2 separate regions of the Sus scrofa genome follow, and region 1 is linked to region 2. A link is a contact called in public HiChIP or PLAC-seq data. All regions are on one chromosome and are shown on one strand. The core of a region is the stretch at or near the end of the contact, and the rest is flanking DNA. Distances in the headings are between cores, read along the strand shown.

Region 1 (3,053 bases), core at 472-2,971, 160 kb after region 2:
ACCTCTATATGCCACAGAAGCAGCCCTAGAAAAGGCAAAAAGTCAAAAAAAGAAAAAAAGAAGACATATACCATATGATACCACTTATATGTGGAATCTAAAATATGGCACAAGTGAACCTACATAACACAACAGAAACAGACTCACAGACATGGAGAACTGACTTGTGGTTGTCGAAGGGGAGGGAGTTAGTAGACAAAAACTATTGCCTTTGGAGTGGATAAGCAATAAAGTCCTGCACAGGGAACCATATCCAATCATTTGTGATGGAACATGACAGAAGATAAGAATGTATGAGAAAAAGGATGTATAAAAGTATAACTGGGTCACTTTGCTGTACAGCAGAAATCGACAGAGCATTGTAAATCAACCATAGTAAATTTTTTTTTAATTTAAAAAAATAGAATTGAATTTGAAAAAAAGCAGTTTGGAAACCCAAAAAAGCAGTTTAAGAGCACCATTTTTAAAAAGAATAATAAAATTAGAATATGAAAAGTGACATATCTTAAAGAAATTTTTTAAAGCACAAAAAAGTTGGGGGGAAAAATTATCAGAATTCAGAGCATTGAACTAGTTCCAGCTAATATAACTCATTATGTACATGCTTTTTATTTTTTTTTTAATTTCTTTTTTTGGGGGGGGGCCTTTTTGTCTTTTTAGGGCTCTACTTGCGCATATGGAGGTTCTCAGGCTAGGGGTCCAATCAGAGCTGTAGTTGCCAGCCTATGCCAGAGCCACAGCAATGTGGGATCCCAGCTGCGTCTGTGACCTACACCACAGTTCACGGCAACACCAGATCCTTAACCCGCTGAGCAAGGCCAGGCATCGAACTCATGTCCTGATGGATACCAGTAGTTTTTTGGGAGTATTTTTTTGTTGTTATTCTTTTTAAAGTTTTTGGTTCAACATTGCACATTTCTTTTATCTGTAACTAATGATTGGGGTAAATCACATGATGGAGTTTGCAGAAAATGAGAATAATCTGTAACAACCACTAATAATGAAACCTAACATACTGTTAGTACCCTATTAATAACAAACACATTTAAACAAACTTTAATGTTTTATCACCTCAGATAGAGATAAACATACTTTATTCCTAAATTAAGACTTCGTATTTTATTAGAATTGAACCTACTATGTTAGCACAATTTTATCCTCTCTCAGCTTCCAAAGTACCTTCAAAGCTCTTTAAAAGTTCAAAACTGTAAGGAGCAGAAAGTGTAATTTTCTAAAAGGTACAGACTCATAGATGTTTGTACATGTAAATAAATATCCCCAACAAGGATAATAACAAAGCCACAGAAAATATATTAGAAGAAGGGAAAAAAAAAAAGATCACTTCTATCATTTTTATGGTTTAAATTTTGCCATCTATACTATGTTTTGCGGTTTTTTGTTTTTTTTTTCCAACTGTAATTTTTTTGCCCACACTCACAGCATGTAGAAGTTCCCAGGCCAGGGATCAAACCCATACCAGAGCAGTGACAAGGTTACTCAACACCCTGTGCCACAAGAGGAACTCCAAATCTTCCAACTTTTTAAATTATTATGGAAAAAACTAGTTCTGCTTGATTCCCACAAGTGTTCTATATATAGTATATTATCTCCAAAAAATTTTAAGATGCCATTTGATTGGTTTCAGTGTGCACACCACTGACCAAGAGATGTATGATTAAACAGGAACAGTTAAGAAACTGGCTCTGTCAATTTCACACTTACGACAGAGCTAGTACACCAAAATGCAATCATCTGGGAAAAACACATCATCATGAGTTAAAATGGTCATAACCCACATACGATAAACAATTATTTAAGTGATGCACATACTAGACAGTAGTTATTACATTTTCTGGTGCAGAGTACAGTACCTGAAATTTCGACTTAATATGTCATATACATGAAAAATGACCTGATTTTCACTAATTTTAAGACAGCCCTAGAAGAGGTACAGATATATTTATTAGATTGATTTGCATTTGAGCAGCTAAAGTCTGTTTCTAAGTTAAGTACAAAGCTGCTCATCTAAAATGAAGAACAAGCATGTAAAGATTTATCTAGCACTGTGGAAATTAGTGTATCATAATCATTTTTCCATCTGTGCTGAATCATGCCTTCACCACTATGCTAAACTACCTCTTGGCTTAAAAACCTTCATTTTGACAGTCCAACAAAATAGTAACATGTTATATGCTGGAAAATAAGAATCAATAAATCCATATTATTATAAACAAAGAAAATAAATGGAAAAGGGAAAGCTCTTCCTTAGAGTAACTCAATTCTAACTCATAAATGTAAGAAATAATAGAATTAGAAAGTCAGCATTTGGCAACCACTACAGTTAATAATGGTTTCAGGTAAAAATCATCAATGAATACTAAAGTCAGTGAAAGTATGATGAGAGAGAGGACTGTCTCAAAATACTCCCTCATAAGATTCGTCTTTTTGCCTTTGCTAGGGCGGCTCCTGTGGCATATGGAGGTTCCCAGGCTAGGGGTCTAATCAGAGCTGTAGCCACCAGCCTACACCACAGCCACAGCAATGCGGGATCTGAGCTGTATCTGTGACCTACACCACAGCTAACGGCAACGCCAGATCCTTAACCCCCTGAGCGAGGCGAGGGATCGAACCCACAACCTCATGGTTCCTAATCGGATTCATTAACCACTGAACCACGAGGGAAACTCCCAAGATTCTTAATTCAAAGGAGAAAACAGTAACTTTTATACTGGAGAAGCCTGACTGTCACACTTTAACCAACTGATCAAAGTTAACACCTTGAGGAGCCCTGGAACAAAAACAACATCTCAAGCTTCCTGATGTGGTGGTGGACTGAGAACTTCAGCAGTACTTCACACCAAAAACACGCAACCTGATTCGAACCACAGAGAAACTTCAGTCCAACCCATATTGAGAGACATTCTATAAAATAACCAGCTTATATTCCTCAAAAGTATGAAGGCCATTAAAGACAAACCAAAGACCAAGGAATTGTTACAGTTTAAAAGAAATGAAAAAAACATCCTATTTAAATGCAGTATGTGATCTTGAAT
Region 2 (2,955 bases), core at 148-2,647:
TTAACCCACTAAGCAAGGCCAGGGATAGAACCCGCAACCTCATAGTTCTTAGACTTGTTAACCACTGGGCCACAACAGGAACTCCAAAGAGCCACAATTTTTTTAATGATTTCTATTTTTTCTGTTATAAAAAAATAGAATAGTGGCCTAGCCAGTAAGGATCTGGTGGCCTAGCCAGTAAGGATCTGGTGGCCTAGCCAGTAAGGATCTGGTGTTATCACTGCTGTGGCTCAGGTGGCTGCTGCAGTGGGTTCAGTCCCTGACCTGGGAACTTCTCTATGTCACGAGCACAGCCAGAAAAAAAAAAAAAAAAAAAGGGTGAGGACCACTTCTCTCCAGCTCAGCTACCCTTCCAAACCTCACAGGGCAGCTCATTCTACAACTGGGCAATTGTACCTGTCGGTGAACATCCCTGCCTTGTTAAGTTTCATTCTTTTTCTCAGATTTCCATTCTCGTTTTACTGTTTCTGCCCTCAGGAGATCATGAATAAGGAACGGCTAGAATTAAAATCAACTCTTTTATATATCTAATTAATTCTAGGTATGCTGGAGTTCCCGTCGTGGCGCAGTGGTTAACGAATCCGACTAGGAACCATGAGGTTGCGGGTTCGGTCCCTGCCCTTGCTCAGTGGGTTAACGATCCGGCGTTGCCGTGAGCTGTGGTGTAGGTTGCAGACGTGGCTCGGATCCCACGTTGCTGTGGCTCTGGCATAGGCTGGCAGCTACAGCTCCGATTAGACCCCTAGCCTAGGAAAACTCCATACGCCGCGGGAGCAGCCCGAGAAATAGCAAAAAGACAAAAAATAATAATAATAATAATAATAATAATTCTAGGTATGCTAAACGTGTATGTTTCTGTTTAAAAATGATTTTGTCCCCCTCTTTGTAGATCTTCTAATTGGAAGAAAGAAAATCTTTTGAAGTAGAAGTTCAGTGAAGGGCCTCATTGTTTCATAACCCTAGGGGCAAAGCATTGTCTCTCTTCACTCCAAGCCCCCCAAGAAGCACAGAGTCTGCACTCAGATGTTTTCTCTTGGTTTGTCAGTCATGCTGTTCATGCTGTAAGTACAGGGAGTCCAACCCTGAGGGGGGCATTGAGACCTGCTCTATGATGAATTGTCGGATTCCCAGAAAGCATGGAGCCTGTGGTTTGAGGGCATCCCAGAGCACCGCAGGGGCCTCTCACATAGAAGGCCCCTATGTGGGAAGAATTTCCTCCACCATTTCTCCAGCGAGCCTGTTTGTTGGGCCAAATTGTAGGCTCAGGCTCCCTACCACCACTTTCGGTAGGCAGCATTGTTTGCTCAGATTTCAGAACCATTGCTCAATCCAGAGCTGAGCCTCTCAGCACCCACATTGTTCCCCCAGATTACTGGGTGCTGGCAGGCAGCCAGGCTACGATTCCTCCCACAGTCGACAGGAATTGGCAGGAACCTAAAGGCTACCAGACCTCCTTGCCCTCACTTTTACAATGAAGAGTGTACTTTCTTCTCACACTGATGCATGGAGGTGCAGTTTGCACACAAATGATCATTCTAAGTAGACTTGTAATTCACGACCTCCCCAAGGACCCTCACCAAGGTTTATTTATTTTTTTGCTTTTTAAAAATTAAAAAAAAAAAATTTAGGGCTGCACCTGTTGGCATCCGGAAGTTCCCAGGCTAGGGGTCAAATTGGAGCCACAGCCATGGCAATGCCAGATGCAAGCCACGTCTGCGACCTACACCACAGCTCAAGGAAATGCCGGCTCCTTAACCCTCTGAGCGGGGCCAGGGATGGAACCCGCAACTTCATGGATACTAGTTAGGTTTGTTACCACTGAGCCACAAAGGGAACTCCATCACCAAGGTTTAAACCAACCAACATTCCAGTGCCAGGTGCTGGGCTAGGGTGGGGGAGGGAAAGGTGTGTTGTCTCTGCTTCCCAGGAGCTTCCAGACAGAAGGAGAGATGATGATTAGAGTAAATGTCACCAGTATTATATATTTGTATTTGAAAGTCCAAAATGCTGTGGGGTTTCATCAGCAATTCTGTAGGAGTTGGAGAAGGCTCTGAAAAGAGGTAATATTTCAACAGACCTGGGTCTTGAGGAAGAAGAGGAGAATGGGTACAGAGCCCTACATAGTCCAACTTCAGGGGACCCCTTTCAGATTGGACTTGAGGGAATGACAACCCCTAAAGCTATGCACTTTGAAGGGACTGTGGGGTGACATTCCAGGTGAGGTGAATGCCATGGTGAGGGCATCAACCCTGTGAGAAATCAATAGCTTTTTACTTCCAGGTGTTCCCCAGACTGTGACACATTTTGTCCCAGAGTTGGACAAAGATCAACCTCCTGAATAAAGTGTAATGAGATATGCAATTGTTAAACTGTCCCTGCTTCAGGCCAGCATCTAATCCAGAGCTGTCACCACTTCCTCTGGGCTCTCCTTAGACCCATTCTGCAGAAGCAGAACCTCTGGGGTTCCTGTTGTGGCTCAGTGAAAACGAATCTGACTAGTATCCATGAGGACATAGGTTCAATTCCTGACCTCGCTCAGTGGATTAAAGATCCAGTGTTGCTGGGAGCTCTGGTGTGGATCATAGAGAGGGCTCGGATCCCATGTTTCTATGGCTGTGCTGTAGGCCTGCAGCTGCAGCTCCATTCTAACTCAAGCCTAGGAACTTCCATATGCTGCAGAAGCGGAAGACCTATCCAAAGTCCCTCCTACTCCCTCTGGGATGCTTCTTTGTCCCCCACAGTCTGCAGTCTCCCTCTGCAGCAAGTTCCTGAGTCTAACTTTGAACATATGTTTGTTCTTGGTGGTCTATCTTTTTTTTTTTTTTTTGGCTAGGCTTTATCAGAATTGTGGGTTCAAGGCATTTCCCTCCTCATGATGCCTATTTATAAACAAACGATATACCAATTTCCATATGATTACTACACACAAAGCACTGTGGTGTGTAATTTGTATTT

What was found. HiChIP or PLAC-seq counts read pairs in DNA pulled down with a chosen protein or histone mark.
Region 1: a contact with region 2 is called in an H3K27ac HiChIP or PLAC-seq map of alveolar macrophages. The contact joins two enhancer-like sites. A contact is called at or near these places in 1 of 47 Hi-C or Micro-C datasets (embryonic fibroblasts) and 2 of 2 datasets of contacts at active chromatin or transcription factors (alveolar macrophages and skeletal muscle).

What each region holds. Positions count from the first base shown.
Region 1 is chr9:92,246,525-92,249,577 of Sscrofa11.1, forward strand. All of the region lies in intron 2 of IGF2BP3 (insulin-like growth factor 2 mRNA-binding protein 3), which reads right to left. Among named protein-coding and RNA genes, the nearest start is that of IGF2BP3, 24 kb to the right of the region's middle. Within about 2 kb of position 1,722, at least 1 of the 83 cell types and tissues checked has an H3K27ac peak or open chromatin away from gene starts, as enhancers often do. A contact at or near this core is called in alveolar macrophages, where this site is marked.
Region 2 is chr9:92,083,509-92,086,463 of Sscrofa11.1, forward strand. No RefSeq gene overlaps it. Among named protein-coding and RNA genes, the nearest start is that of MALSU1, 3.4 kb to the right of the region's middle. Within about 2 kb of position 1,398, at least 2 of the 83 cell types and tissues checked have an H3K27ac peak or open chromatin away from gene starts, as enhancers often do. A contact at or near this core is called in alveolar macrophages, where this site is marked.